Linked DNA regions of Mus musculus: all the other regions are linked to region 1. Evidence: chromatin contacts called from public HiChIP or PLAC-seq data. All regions are on one chromosome and are shown on one strand. Each heading gives the region's core, a stretch centred on a gene start, on an enhancer-like site or on the middle of the called end of the contact. The rest is flanking DNA. Distances are from core to core; before and after follow the strand shown.

Region 1 (2,752 bases), core at 85-2,584:
GTTGTTGAGAGTAAAAGAAACCTCTGCTTCTCGGCCTCCAACCCCATCTTCCCAGACAGGATCTCACTATGTAACCCTGGATGGTCTGCAACTATGTAAACCAGGCTGGACTCCAACTCGAAAGATCCTCCTGTTTCGCCCTCCCGAGGGCTGGGATTAAAGATGTGCGCTACCATGTCTGATAGCACTGAAACATTTGGTTTACTTTAAAAACAAAAAAACTTTTCTTTTAATCTTGTGTTCCTGTTTTAGCAAGGGTGCTTTGGGGGGACAGGGACGGGATATATGCCACGTGTTTGCTGATGCCCTCCGTGGCCAGAAGAGGGCGTCAGATCGCACAGCTTTCCAGGTGGTTGTGCAAGCGAACGTGACTGCTCTGTTGAGGAGCTACTGTTCTTAAACACTTGAACTAGCGCCCCAGCTTCTCGGTTCACATTTACATTTAGGTAAATGTGTACTAATACCCCATGCAAAACGTTCCTTTTTTTTTTTTTTTTTTTTTTTTTTTTTTTTGCTGTCCACAAAATTTGAAAGCCCGGATTGACCAATACACCTTGAAGAAAATGGAAATAGCTTATACGAACAGTCAAATGAGGCTGTCTCTACCACAGGGGTAGCTCCAGGAGGGAGAGTGAGCCAACAATCAGGGAGAGAACAGGGAGGGTCTGGGAATTAGCTTACTACTCCAGGCTGACAGATGAGGTAACTGAGACTGGATCACGTCACGCACCTCAATATGGGATTTCACACCCCCTCAGGACTGGGCCCGCTGGCTGGCTGGCCCGCGCGCGCGGAACCCGCCACTCCGAGAGGTAAAGAACACACCCCTAGCACAGCGCGCAAACTCGCTGGCCTCCAGGGCCCGCTACGGAGAGTCGCCTACGCCCGGCCGGCCGGCCGTCCGCCCGCCCGCCCGCCCGCCGGACTCTGCTCCGCGCGGCCTCGGGAAGGCCGGAAGGAGCCCCGCGGGGGGCGCCAGAGGCCCACGTCCGCTCCCTTGGCGCCGGGACCCGCCCGCTCTCCTCGGAAACCCAGGGGCCGAGCCTCCCCATCCCGTGGAAGATGGAGGAGGGTTCCGTACGTGCAGCGCGCGTGGCTTGGCCCTCGCGAGCCACTGTCCCCGCGCAGCACGCACCCCACTTGCCACCGCAATGGCCCGCACCCTTCGGACTAGACTGCTAGACCCTAGGGGTCCCGCGCGGGAAACGGGACAGTACCTGAGACCGGAGGCGCCTCCGCCATCCCGTGCCGCAGCACCTCAAGCGAGCCCCGCCACCGAGCGAAGGCTGTCACCTGGTCACGTGTCCCGGATTTCCGGCGCCGAGAGACTAGTCGCTCCTACGCGCCCGGGGACAGCCAAGGGGGTGGTGCTACCTGAGCACACAGTGAAATGGCGCATTTGGGACGTCAGACAAATGCGCCGGCCCGGGTGCAAGCGGGGTTTGCGGGGGGGACACGAGTGGCTGGAGGAGACCCACCCGGACCGCAGGATCTACTGCCCCCAACTTGCGTAATTGCTTTTCGAGAGCTGCTGGGTTCTCCAGCTGCTACGCCTTTTTGTCAAGTCCTGCCATCCGCCCGGCTTCAAATGACCTTCAGCTAAGAGGCGGCCTGGAGCGGCTCACGCAGGCGACGAGGGGGGGGGGGGCGCTGTAGTAATCAAAGGGCATTGTGGAGGAAAAGACTGCAAAACAATAAAAGGTTACCTGCCAAGGGTTAGGTAGCCCACGACTTCAGGACCTGGGAGGCTGGATCGGGGGTGGGATGGGAGTGGGATGTAGTGAGTTCCAGGTCCTGGGCTACCTATCCCTGTCTGTGTAAAACGAAACACAGTATCTAAAGGACTAATAGCAAATGAGCCACAAACCGGTAGGCAAGTAACAAATACAAATGAACACCAACTGAGGTAGACAGTTTGAAGTTACTGTGTTTTTTTTTTTTTTGGAGGGGGGGGGAGAGTGGGGAAAGGGTGTCCTGATGTAGCCCCTGTTGGTATTCAGGCATTCTGCTGGCCTGCCCCCAGGACCCTAGCAACCACTTAGACCTGCCTCCACCGTGTGTGATAGGTGTGTGCTGCGTCTAAAGAGACGCCCCCAAGCGTCCCCCCCCTCCCCCCCCCCGCCACCCAGCAGCTGTCTATTGTCAGCGTCCGGTCCCCTTCTCTCTGCCCCATGGCTTTGCTCCTGTCTGTCTGACTGGCTCCATGCCTACTTGTCTGCCTCTATTCCTTTCCTAGGCCCTCACTCCTCTTCTCCCAATAAACCACTTTTACTTCAGGTCTTGTTTGCATGACGTAATTTCTCAAGGTTGTACCTTGGCACGGGCCTTGCAGTAGGATCTTCTCTGTCTCAGCCTCTTTTATAGTAAAATATAATCTTCCAAGGTGAGGTGTGGTGACTTAGACTTTAATTCCAGCACTCTGGCAGCAGAGACAGTAGTTCTCTGTGAGTCTGAGGCTAGTCTGATCTACATAGTGAGTTCCAGGCTAGCCAGAGCAACAGTACAACACTGTCTCAAACATTCTCCACGATGTGACCATTTTGGTTACAGGGCTTCTGCACTTCTTTCTAATATCTACAGACTAAGAAGCCTTCGACTGGGTGGCTTAGCCTGCCCCTAACCGAGCACATTTAGGAATCCTTCAGGAATTATATTTGAAAATCGGCCTCAGAAAGGTGAGACACGAAACCGTTGTATTTGTACTACCTGCAGTAGTGAGATGATGATGATGAGAGAGACAAGAGGAGGGAGT
Region 2 (2,752 bases), core at 153-2,652, 220 kb before region 1:
AACCCCACCTGCCTAGTCTGGGAAGAAGCCGAGTGCCCAGACTCAGAGCTGGAGAGCTGCCGCTGACAGTCACCTGTCCTACCACTGCCTGTGGCTGTTGGTTAAGTCAGAGGTTGGGGGCAGGGAATATTCAGTACCCTGAAGTGTTGGGGCTCTCCAGCTCCACTGTGTGAGACCAGGCTAGAGGAAAGAAGAGTGTGCGTGCCTCATTCAGGATGTTTTAGGTGGGCTCCTTAGGTAGGCAGGGGTTTACTGAGTTTGAGACTGGACATATCTATATGTGGGACACTTTTTTAAAAAGCAGTTCTTTAATGGTCTCAACGTTTTGGGGGAGAATTGGTGATCACGGCATAGTTAGTGATCAAGCCATCAGACACTTAAAGGTTTTGACCCATAGTTAAGGCAAGCATCTGACTGAAACGGGCCCCCGTTTTCTCCTTGCGCCTTCTTCTGCCACCTGAGTGTGCAGACTGAGTCACGGTGCTGCTGCTCGCCATGCTCTTGCTGGACTATGAGCACAAGGTGAGCTCTGTTGGCACAGGGTGGGCAACACCCGTCAGGCAAATTAAACAAATGTCCTTGCCCTTAACCTTCTATCTTAAAAGAAAGTATGGCTGAGAGTAGTTAGTTTCTAAGAAAAGGTCAGTGGAGCCCAAGGAGTGCCTTTAACTTTCTAGCGGAGACCTGAGAATTATTAAGGTAATGAGATGTATTTTTTAACTAGCAAGGGGCTAGGGTCGATCCATGGGGAAATAGCAATACAGGTATTTTTTATTTCACAGTTTTATTAGACAGGTGGGCAGAAAGAGACAAACCACTAAAGGGGAAGCCAACAAAAAGCATCAGATAAACTTCTCATTCGTTAAACTGAAAAACCATCTACAATGAAAACTAAGAAAACTAGTAAGGTCAGGATGTCTGCTGGTTTCAGTTGAAATTGCATCTGAATCTTTTAAAGTTGTAAATGTAAACCTGGTTGATGAGGGCTGGGGAGGGGGCAATTCCCCTTCCAGTGGCCAGGATCAAACACGAGGGACCCAGCAAATGGTGGCCAGGCCAGGAGGGAGAAGTGATTACAAACGTAGTGTGGTTAAGAGAGTTCTAGAATGAGAAAGCCGGGCGACGGAGAGGGAGGGGCAACAGTGGGATCAGGATAAAGAGCACGCACTCAGCGAGGCCTGGATAGACCCAGAGGAGTCACGTTCATCTCACACCAGGCAAACAGCACAACTGCTCAAAACTTCTACTTGCACCCCAAAACTATCTATTCCCAAAAGGGAAAATTAATGCACTCAAGGCTTTTCCCACAGGACAGGTGTTCAGGGACCTAAGTGTGTGCATGTTAACTCAGTTTAGACTGCAGCATCTGGGCTGCCTAAGTCCACACAGCCTTGGAACTGACCACCCCCACCACAGGCTGAGGCCCACTTCCTCTTGCCTCTCTGCCTCCGAGTTAACACGCACCACAGGCCAGCGGGGCCTCCCACTGGCCAGGTGCCTAACCTGCCCTTGACTGGGGTGCTTTAGTATGGAAAGGGTTAGTTTTAGGGTGCCAAGAGAGTAAGGCCAAACAACTGGCTATTGAACTTTCAGTGGTAGGCAGGTGGGCACTGGGGAAGGAGGATCAGAGAGGATTTGGCTGTACATCTATCTGCAGGCTATCTGGGAGCAACAAACTCGAAATGTCTCTTTACTGTGTTCCTGAGTCAGGAGACTCAGGTACAGCCCTGACTGTAAACTCACTAAATTTCACTGTTCACCACTAAACATTCTCATTTGATAACAGACCGAACTTTTGAAGCCAGGGAAATAGCATTCGTTCAGGAGTGTGAAGAGAGAATGAAAACCCTGAGATCAGAAAGGAAAGGGAACCATGAGAGGAGGAAGCATGGTCTGTCTACTTAACCAGAGGGTCAGTCCTTCCCAGTTTCCCTCTGCCCTTTGGTTCCGAGCTGTGACCCTGGCACACACGAATCTTAAGCCCTATCCTTGAAGTCTGGCTTTACTTAGACAGTTTGCTAAACAAAACCCTCTTTCAAGTCTAGGATGAAGCTACCGGAGCTCAGGCTTGGGGGAGCCACGTGTGACTGACACCCAGGAAACAAGGCTGCCTGGAGTCAGCTGGGGCCAGGGGAAGCTCCGCACACCATTTCTGCTTGCACTCCTTGGCCAAAGTACAAGAAGTCCAGATCATCTCCAGTGAGGAAAAGGACCAGTCCCAAGCTGCACACATCCACAGTTGTCACTATCAAGATACGCAGCTCAAAGACAGCACAATCTTAACCCATGCATGTAGGACTAACACTGAGTAATTAAAGTGGCTACTTAAATCAACCCTCTTATGAGTACCTGGGCTGCATCCTCCCGCCGCAGCCCTCACTCTTCCTTCCCCCGAGGCATCAGCCAACACTGGGATAGGCCTTCTGTGGTTTCAGAACCAGGAACGCACACACACTAACCACCTCCCCTCCCCCACTTTCTGGTGGAAAAAGTTATCCCACCTTTAAAATAAATAGCAACCAAGTGCTCGGTTCTATGTAAAGTATGAATATTTATTTCAGGCTTTCAGATCCCAATCAATTCCAAAAAACAAAATCTGATAGCTCCTCAGAGTAGCTGCAGCCTCCATGTTGGGATGGTGTCACTGAGGCAGCACATTTCATCAGACTTAGCGAGAGTAAGTCCCTGATGCCCACCGCAGCCCAGCCTTAGGAAGGGAAAGAAACAAAACTCACCACCACGGGGCTGAACA
Region 3 (2,752 bases), core at 70-2,569, 190 kb after region 1:
GAGATACACACGATGGTGTTTCCAATAAAGGAAAAAGCCACAAGACACATGTATTAGCTATGCTTGAGAGACTCAAGCCCCCTCCCCATCTCTTTTTCTGCCTGTACTTCAGATTTAAGTCCATACTGTCCTAATTTTTTATCTCTTTTTAATAAATCCAACTTTGCTTCATACTGACTCATTCTGAAAATCTCTACGGTAAAAAACCAAACCACCCAACAAACAAAAACAATCCAACAAAATAAAACTCAACCAAAACTGTTGGCATTCCTTCTACGCTCTGCCCAACAGTTACCTAGCAACAGCCAGGTAGGCCTGACTCACTATAAAAGGGACAGTTTGGCTTCCCTTCACTCCCTCTGATTCTCTGACTCTCTTTTCTCTCTTACCTCCCACACCTTCTCTCTTCCCCCTCCCTCCCTCTCCCCTTCTCCCTCTCCTTTGTCTCCTCTCCTTCTCTGTCTCCTCCCTCTCTCTGCCTCTACTCCCTTCTCAACTCCCCTTCCCATGTCCCCAAATAATCTCTATTCTATACTAGACCCATGGGCCTGCTGAGGTATCCTCTCCCACCGCACCATTCCTCGCTCTACAAAACATATCCCTGACTCTACAAAACACATCCTAGTCTTTACAAAACACATAAAAAACCAACCCAGTTTCATTTGAGTTGAGGCTGCAGAAGAACTCAATAGGCGTGGACTATGTGTCTCCCCACTGCTGCTGACAATGAGCTTGCCAGAGGACTTCCCCAAACCTACCATGGCAATTGGAGAAACGGAGACTTTGGGCAGGATAGTGGGAATGAGGGCAGAATCTCCCCTCATCTAGCCAAAGGAAAAGGAGAAATCTGAAATGTGTAGACTGAGAACTAATTTTGTGCCCCAGAGCTCCTTGAGATTGTAAGAAAATAATTTGGGAAAGGAGGGCCAAAGATGCCATTTAAAAGACAGCTCTGGGAAATCCCTGTAGAGAAAGTACAGGAAGCTGCTGTGCTCGGGTGCCCTGGTTTTGTTTGTTCAGATCCCAGATCAAAGGATAGCAGAGGGAAGCCTCAGGAAGCCACAAATGCCAGCAAGTCAGTGGTGGGGTAACAACCCTCACATTCCAGTCCCAGCCTGTGGCAAGAACCTTTTCATGTGGCTTTAGTATCACAGAGGCTGAGTGGGCCAGTGGGCCACACATTGTGTTTTGGGGGAGGGGGGGCTAAGACAAGGGAGAAGGTCATGGGATGACCAACCAGCCACCACCTGCAGACACAGGAACAGCGTGCAAGCTCATTGGTGAGAGCTGGGATTGTTAACAAGGACAGTGTTCCCTTACTCCAGACTGACCAGTTTAGACCTCGTTTGAACCTACAGTGCTCATTTCCTCTTTGTGTTAAGAAATAGAAACTGAGGCCGGGCAGTGGTGGCACATGCCTTTAATCCCAGCACTTGGGAGGCAGAGGCAGGTGGATTTCTGAGTTCGAGGCCAGCCTGGTCTACAGAGTGAGTTCCAGGACAGTCAGGGCTACACAGAGAAACCCTGTCTCGTAAAACAAACAAACGAACAAAAAAAAAGAAGAAGAAATAGAAACTGCAGGAAGACTTTGACAGCATCTTAAAAATTGAAAACAATTATGTCTTAAAACCACGTACAGGTGTGTGTTAATTGAATGAAAATGGCTCTCACATGTTCATAGGGAGTGTGACTTTATTTGAAAAGATTAGGAGGCGTGGTCTTGTTGGAGGAAGTGTGCCCGGGGGGATGGGCTTTGAGGGTTCAGAAGCTCAAGCTGGGCTCATGACTCACAGTCTCTTGCTGCTGCCTGCTAATCCAGATGTAGAACTCTCAGCTACCTCTCCAGCACCATGTCTGTCCACATGCTGGCATGCTTCCTGCTATGACAAATAATACACTAAACTTCCGAACCTGTAAGCCAGCCCCAATTAAATATTTTCCTTTATAAGGTTTGCCATGGTCATGGTGTCTCTTCATAGCACCAAAAACCCTTAGACATGTGGATATGAATGTAGGTGCCCAGGAGGTCGGAGGCATCAGATCTCCTGAGGCCTGATGGTTACAGATGGTTGCGAGTTGCTATGTGGGAGCTGGCAATCACACCTGGGTCCTCTGGAAGAGCCACGGGTGCTTGTAAGTGCTGAGCTATCTCCACAGCTTTAAATGATAACTATGGCACATTCTTTTTCAGTGCTAGATGTGCCAGATATGGTTAACATGTTTTACATGTAATAATAATTCATTTGATCCTCAGAAAACTTATTTCATTTTTAATTTTTCAGACAGTTGCCCTGGCTATCCTAGAACTCACAGCACAAGACCAGGTTGGCCTCAAACTCCCAGAGACCTGCCTGCCTCTGACTCCTGAGCACTGGGATTAAAGGCCTGCACCCCCACCACCTGACTCTCAGGAATGATGAGAGCTCCTAACAGCACACCCTGGAATTCCCAGTTCAGCCGCTCTCAGTGCTGCAGCTCACAGGCAAGCAGTGGTGCATAGTGACTGGTTAGGTTCCTTCGGAAGCAAGAGCCTCCTGGAAGGCAGACGATGGGAGGAAGGTAATCAGAGGGTACAAATAGGACTAGCAGAAAGAGATAGAAGGGACCAAACTCCAAGAATAGGCACTGGGGAGCGGAGGGGGTGGGGGGGCTGGGCAGGAGAAGAAAAACAAAATCGACAACAAACTCCACTGAAAACTGCGGCATCTCCCGCAAATCTCCCGCAAAGGAATCCAGGCAGAAGGGATAAACC
Region 4 (2,752 bases), core at 133-2,632, 180 kb after region 1:
GAGCTGAATGATGGCCTTAACTTCATCAGCTCCATCAGGTCTGACTGACTCAGGATCCATGTGGCTCACTCTAGATACTTACCCAGCCACAATGAGACTATGGAATGAATGAGAGAAGGGCTGTATGTTGAGAGCAAGAGAAACCTCCCTTATGACCAATATGTCTGTTGGGCCAGCTGACCCAGACACCAGTCCGGAGTCTCTTCTAGTTATTTGGTTTTAGATTCTGGAACACGAAACTGAGGTGGTTATCTTACCAAGTCAGACCTGGCCTCCAGGTTCTCCCAGCATCCCTCAGTCCCTACCCTGCCCCTAACCCTGAACTTTCCAGCACAGGGGCTGGGATACCCTTCTCCCAGAGGCTCTTCTCTATATAATCCAGACATTTTGGTCTCCTCTCTCTCCGTCTCTCACCGAGCATGTTTTCTTTCTTTCTTTCTTTCTTTCTTTCTTTCTTTCTTTCTTTCTTTCTTTCTTTCTTTCTTTCTTTCTTCTTTCTTTCTTTCTTTCTCTCTCTCTCTCTCTCTCTCTCTCTCTCTCTTTCTTTCTTTCTCTCTTTCTCTTTCTCTCTCTCTCTCTCTCTCTCTCTCTCTCTTTCTTTCTTTCTTTCTTTCTTTCTCTTTCCCCTCTTCTCTCTATCTCTTCCCATGGTGACTTCCCTGGCCTCCTTCCTTGGGGTTAGTGAATTCACCCAAGAACAGCTTCCCAATAACCTAGGATTAGTATAATCTGATCTGCCTTGAATTGGCTCATTGCACCGGTGGAGAAATAACTTACTACTAGTATCTAAGAGTGCTGAGATTGTGTCCTTCATAGTCCATGGCTTGGCTGTTGACAGTTTGCTTGCTGGGGTTCAGCCCTGCTTGCTTTATGTGTCTGGGTGCTGTCCCTGTTTTGTTCCTACTCTGTAGCACAGATACACTACCCACAGTTTCCAAGAGCTCTAGGGCTCTTCATGGGATCGAGGGCTGTCAACCCTATTTGACTCCTCTCTACCTCTGAAGACATGACATATACTAGCCCACTGATTGAATGTCTTACTTTGGAGGGTATGGACCATAGAGGGAGCAGAGGAAGCCTGGACCAGAGTGACCAAGGCCGGGTCATCTCAGACCCTCATCTGGGCAGCAGCAAGGTGGTGAGAGATCTAACTGCAAGCTTGTGGTTCTCAGAAAGCTCAGGGGGGTCTCCAATTTACTCCTCTAAGTGCTGTAACCAGACTAAGGTTGTGAGGCCTAAAACAAGAGTCCCATCCTCCTGTAAAACCTCAGGGTCAGAAACAAAGGTCTATTTTGGCAATCCAGGAAGCCAGAGAAGAGGGTGAGAAAGGAGAGACAGCCCACAGCAGCTCTGAGGGACTCCCAAGGGCATGGCACAGAGTCCTTCTGAAACCAGGCCTTTATGCAAATTTCTCTGGAAAGCTGGTTTTCCTGTTTTATAGTCTGTCTCACCTCACAGAAGGAAGCTTCAGACATGCAAAGTTCAGCTTACAAAAGGAGACAGCAAACCTGTCCTGAGGGTGTCTTGTGGCCTAGCTCCTGCTGACTCCCAAACAGAGCTCATAGCACAAGTAGGTTTTCTAACCTATCTCAAACATGCAAGGGGTTGGAGAGGAGGCTCAGCAGTTGAGCAATCTGTTGCTCTTATGGAGGGCCTGGGTTTGATTCCTAGCACCCACATGGTCATTTATAACCATCTGTACCTCCAATGCCAGGGGCTCTAATGCCCCCTTGTTATGGTCTGACATATCCTAATCCTCAGCATAGCTGTAGCCATTTTGTTCCATGCCTGCCAGCTATTTCATATTGTTGTTGTAACGTGCCCGCCAGTCATTGACAGAGAAGTGACTTGGCTCAAGGACATGCTGACCACATACCCTGTTTTATTCTGTATGTTCTGTATGAGACTTGCTGATCTTAAGAAATTCCACAAAGCTTCATGTAGGACCCATCAAATCGAAGGTCAATATGAACTGTTATGTCTAAAATATCTTGAATCAGAGCTGACCACCGGGCAGCACTTCCTACAACTGCATATGAACTCACTGTGGTCCGTTCCCCCGTCCCCGTCCCCGCCCCCCCCTCCCCCCCCCCCGTTTATAAGCTGACAGAAAAAGATGTTCCTGGTCATAGTTCAGATGATTCTGAGCTATGTCCCTGCTCTGACCAGCACTGGAGTGTGTGCTCACTAAACTATTCTTGCTTAACTGAGATCAGTGTTCATATGGTTTGTGTGGCGATTCCTGAACCCTAACACTTCTGACCTTTTTCGAGCACCAGGCATGTATGTGGTGCACATACACACACACACAAGCAAAACACATATACACATAGAATAAATGAATATAAATAAGCAAAAGTAAAACAGCAATCTGACCAGCCCTTCACTACACTTTCTGCACGTACAGCCCTCATCACGGGACCGAAAGGCCAGCCTTGGATAAAGGGCTAATCAGAGAGGGGCTGCAGAGATGGCTGGCAGTGCTCCCAGCACTTGGGAGGCAGCAGCAGACAGATCTCTGAGTTTGAGGCCAGCCTGGTCTACAGAGCAAGATCCAGGACAGCCAGGGGCTACACAGAGAAACCCTGTCTGGAAACAAAACAAAACACAACACACTTGTTACTCTTGCAAAGGGCCTGAGTTTAGTTCCCAGGACCCACAGACTTGTTCACAGCCTCTGTAGCTCCAGTACTAGGTTTCTCTTCCAACTTTCTTAGGGACCAGGTATACACGTGGTATATGTGTACGCAGG
Region 5 (2,752 bases), core at 87-2,586, 150 kb after region 1:
TGAGGGCTGCTTTGTAGGCTGCGTAGGCAATCAGATCATGGTCACTGGCGGACTGGGATTAGGTGATGATAGAATGTCCTGATCGCCATGATGTGTACTTGGTGTACCATGAGGCTTGTTAGCTCATGTGAGAGAGGCAGCAGCTTGTTAGTAATAGCTGCCAAGCCCCCAGGAGCCTTTGTGACTCGTGATACCTCCAGGCAGACCTGGCTGGACAGGCTTTGGGAAAGAGAGAGTGCCAGCCTGTGCTAGGAGGTCAGATGGTGCTTTGTTTGGCTGTGACTTTGTTCTGTTTTTGTTTTGAAGATACTTTTTGAAAAACGTGTGTGTGTGTGTGTGTGTGTGTGTGTGTGTGTGTGTGTGTGTACACTTGTGTATACATGAATGTAGGTGCCAGTAGAGGCTAGAAGAGGGCATCCACTGGAGCTTGAGTTATGATGGGCAATTGTTGGCCTCCTAATGTGAGTACTGGGAACCAAACTCAGAGAGATGCTCTACAAATGCAACATGTGTTCCCCACCACTGAGCCGTCTCCAGCCCCTCCTCCGAGGACCATTTTAGGCTCTAAGATAGCAGTTCCTCCAGGAGGTCAGGATCAGTTATGGCAAAGCAGAGCCGTGAAGGTGGCTGCTTCTTGGCCCTTAGGACTTGACTTCTGTCTTGATTATCTTTATGTCACCTGTCTTCTATTTCCTCTTCCAGCTGTCAATGGATGTGTAGGGGGATGGAACTTTAGGAGGGAGAGGGCTCAGCGGTTGACCTTCCCTTGCCTTGGGGCATGACTGATACGGGGGTGGAGTGGGAGTGGTGGAAGTGTCTGCCAGTCCAGTCTGAGTGCCACCCTCTGCCCTGCTGTCTCCCTGTCTGACCACATCTGTGGTTTCTCCTGGGGAGTGTCGTAGCACTTACTGGTACTCAAGCGCTAATGAATAACCTCCAGACATTTACACAAAAAAGGGAGTGACAGTGTATTTGGACTTGGCTTTATTGGAAGAGTGGTCCAGTGAGTCCTGCCGCAGCCTGAGGCTTGCCGGTCCCTTTGCCCATATCTTCTGCGTGTGCCTTCTTTTCCCTTCTAGTGGGGACTTTTGCCTCTACTTGTCAGTCCTGTTTGTAGCAAAGCAAACTGAAGGAGGAGCGCCTTCCTATTCATGAGTGGCTTCTTACTTTTCACCTACCTTCTCTTCTGTCCTCTCTGCCTCCTCTAAAGAAAGAAAAGTCGACTTACCTACCGCTGCTATCCTAACTACTGCCGTCACCTTCGCCGCCACCGCTGCTGCCACTGCCACTCTGGTAATGTCCTCACATCTGACACAGTGCCAGGCCTCTCTGGCAGGGGGAAGCTGTGAATAAGCCCCTGTGACTGTCTTCCAGCTGTGGTGCCTCCCAGGCAAGCACAGGGCTGCTGTGGCCTTGCTGGGAAAACATCGAGATCAGTGGAAGCCAGCTCATGATGATGCAGAACCCGAGAGACTTCGCCGGCTTTAGATTAAACCCCGGTAGAGCTCACACTCATAGTGTATGTATATAAATGTTTATATCTTGTCTTTCTCCTCAGGTCATATCATTAGCATCTTCCCATGCTGTTTCATAGTCTCCATATCCATAACTTCAATGCTTTCATAGTAATTGGTCACTGAGTTCTACCACAATTAATCCTTTTCTTTATTAGAAGCCTAAATAAACAGTAGCAAACATCCTCAAGGCTCAGGTTTGCTGTGTTGGCTTCTTCTGCATTCAAGATTGTTTCCTCAGGCTAGATTTTCACACATAGGATTGTTATGTTAAGAAATACGTTGCACATCTTTATAATTAACCAGTATGTAGACAAATTGCTTTTTGAAAGAGAAGTCTCTGTTTTTAGCTTGTGTCTTACATGCTGCTCTCCCAGCCTGTGTTCTCAGAAGTAAATGTGCTCACCCTTGTGACTACTGTAGCTAACAGAATTGCCTCCCAAGAGTATGGGCCCTTGTTCTGAAGAGCCTGTGTCTTTTACTTAGTGGCGAAAAACTTAAAAGTCCCAGATTCAAGTTCTGTTGGGGACTGTGTCTAAGCCCAAAGCCACCAACTTATTATGCATAAAAACTAGAACCCAGCTGCTAGGAACTGAAAGAAGAGTAGATATTAACCTGCCACGGATTCTGCATCATCCCAGCTCCTGACCTCAGCTCTGAGCGCTCGCTCCTAGCTGTCTCACAACTCACTCAGCCGAGGTCTTAGCATCTTCGGAGGCACAGAAAGATACTTGGGGCATGGTCAGCAACTGCAATTGGCTACAGACCTGCCCCTGGATTTGAAGGTACTGTGAGTAGGAGTGGCTTTTTGATGAGGGTACGACAACCTAATCTCTCCCATCACAGATATTCTGATTCATAGAGAATCCTGGGAGCAACCTTGTTGTTGAGCTGCCTATTGCTGGTGTGTCCTCAGGCCATCTGGGTCTCAGGATCTGTCTGCTGATGACAGTGTAGGCCTGCGTCCCTGGAAGGCAGAATGGTTGGACAGAGGCTGTTGAGACTTGGACAGGGTGAAACATGACTTTCTTTAGCTGGTCCTCTGGCCTTGGTTGCAATCAAAGGAAGCCACTTTTGTCCTTCTTAGCTTCTCAGACTCAGGGTTTCCCTGGAGACTAGACGAGACTCTGGGACCTGTTCTGTCCCCCTCACCCAAAAGGCTCTCATGAGGACACATGCTTAGGGCCAGGTGGGCATGAGGAACTCTGGCTTGAATTCTTCCTTTAAGGAGGAATTAA

Evidence for each region. HiChIP or PLAC-seq counts read pairs in DNA pulled down with a chosen protein or histone mark.
Region 2: an H3K27ac HiChIP or PLAC-seq map of microglia shows a contact between it and region 1, with 3 times the contacts expected there. The contact joins the enhancer-like site here to the promoter of Nfx1 in region 1. A contact is called at or near these places in 11 of 39 promoter capture datasets (the C10 cell line, the HPC-7 cell line, cranial neural crest and 8 more), 4 of 484 Hi-C or Micro-C datasets (bone marrow-derived macrophages, embryonic stem cells, pre-megakaryocyte-erythroid progenitors and 1 more), 5 of 115 datasets of contacts at active chromatin or transcription factors (bone marrow-derived macrophages, embryonic stem cells and microglia) and 3 of 9 other capture datasets (adipose tissue, embryonic stem cells and liver).
Region 3: a contact with region 1 is called in a FOXA1 HiChIP or PLAC-seq map of pancreatic cancer cells. The contact joins the enhancer-like site here to the promoter of Nfx1 in region 1. A contact is called at or near these places in 14 of 39 promoter capture datasets (the C10 cell line, cranial neural crest, embryonic stem cells and 9 more), 6 of 15 datasets of contacts at CTCF or cohesin (the NIH/3T3 cell line, embryonic stem cells, large pre-B cells and 2 more), 87 of 484 Hi-C or Micro-C datasets (the AtT-20 cell line, B cells, the C10 cell line and 50 more), 54 of 115 datasets of contacts at active chromatin or transcription factors (the 230-238 cell line, DN3 thymocytes, the HPC-7 cell line and 36 more) and 4 of 9 other capture datasets (adipose tissue, embryonic stem cells, liver and 1 more).
Region 4: a contact with region 1 is called in an H3K27ac HiChIP or PLAC-seq map of embryonic stem cells, with 18 read pairs. The contact joins the enhancer-like site here to the promoter of Nfx1 in region 1. A contact is called at or near these places in 2 of 484 Hi-C or Micro-C datasets (the G1E-ER4 cell line and stem cell-derived cardiac mesoderm), 17 of 115 datasets of contacts at active chromatin or transcription factors (craniofacial prominence, differentiating embryonic stem cells, effector CD8 T cells and 10 more) and 2 of 9 other capture datasets (adipose tissue and liver).
Region 5: an HNF4G HiChIP or PLAC-seq map of pancreatic cancer cells shows a contact between it and region 1. The contact joins the enhancer-like site here to the promoter of Nfx1 in region 1. A contact is called at or near these places in 7 of 115 datasets of contacts at active chromatin or transcription factors (effector CD8 T cells, embryonic stem cells, extraembryonic endoderm stem cells and 3 more) and 2 of 9 other capture datasets (adipose tissue and liver).

The regions. Positions count from the first base shown.
Region 1 is chr4:40,969,525-40,972,276 of GRCm38.p6, reverse strand. It overlaps Nfx1 (nuclear transcription factor, X-box binding 1), which reads right to left and starts at 1,334. Exons shown (of 24, transcript NM_023739.3): 1 at 1,218-1,334. The coding sequence starts at 1,242. Gm52692 (a long non-coding RNA gene) reads left to right here and starts at 2,118. Exons shown (of 2, transcript XR_003955193.1): 1 at 2,118-2,675.
Region 2 is chr4:41,191,396-41,194,147 of GRCm38.p6, reverse strand. It overlaps Ube2r2 (ubiquitin-conjugating enzyme E2R 2), which reads right to left. Exons shown (of 5, transcript NM_026275.4): 5 at 778-2,752. Among named protein-coding and RNA genes, the nearest start is that of Gm22888, 10 kb to the left of the region's middle. Within about 2 kb of position 1,402, at least 39 of the 459 cell types and tissues checked have an H3K27ac peak or open chromatin away from gene starts, as enhancers often do. A contact at or near this core is called in the HPC-7 cell line and microglia, where this site is marked.
Region 3 is chr4:40,775,653-40,778,404 of GRCm38.p6, reverse strand. It overlaps Gm34213 (a long non-coding RNA gene), which reads right to left. Exons shown (of 3, transcript XR_390479.3): 3 at 1,629-1,877. It also overlaps the pseudogene Psenen-ps. Among named protein-coding and RNA genes, the nearest start is that of Gm34213, 4.1 kb to the right of the region's middle. Within about 2 kb of position 1,319, at least 65 of the 459 cell types and tissues checked have an H3K27ac peak or open chromatin away from gene starts, as enhancers often do. A contact at or near this core is called in CD8 T cells, the G1E-ER4 cell line, the HL-1 cell line and 9 more, where this site is marked.
Region 4 is chr4:40,793,176-40,795,927 of GRCm38.p6, reverse strand. No RefSeq gene overlaps it. Among named protein-coding and RNA genes, the nearest start is that of Gm34213, 22 kb to the right of the region's middle. Within about 2 kb of position 1,382, at least 27 of the 459 cell types and tissues checked have an H3K27ac peak or open chromatin away from gene starts, as enhancers often do. A contact at or near this core is called in embryonic stem cells and trophoblast stem cells, where this site is marked.
Region 5 is chr4:40,816,710-40,819,461 of GRCm38.p6, reverse strand. All of the region lies in intron 2 of B4galt1 (UDP-Gal:betaGlcNAc beta 1,4- galactosyltransferase, polypeptide 1), which reads left to right. Among named protein-coding and RNA genes, the nearest start is that of Mir5123, 32 kb to the left of the region's middle. Within about 2 kb of position 1,336, at least 25 of the 459 cell types and tissues checked have an H3K27ac peak or open chromatin away from gene starts, as enhancers often do. A contact at or near this core is called in pancreatic cancer cells, where this site is marked.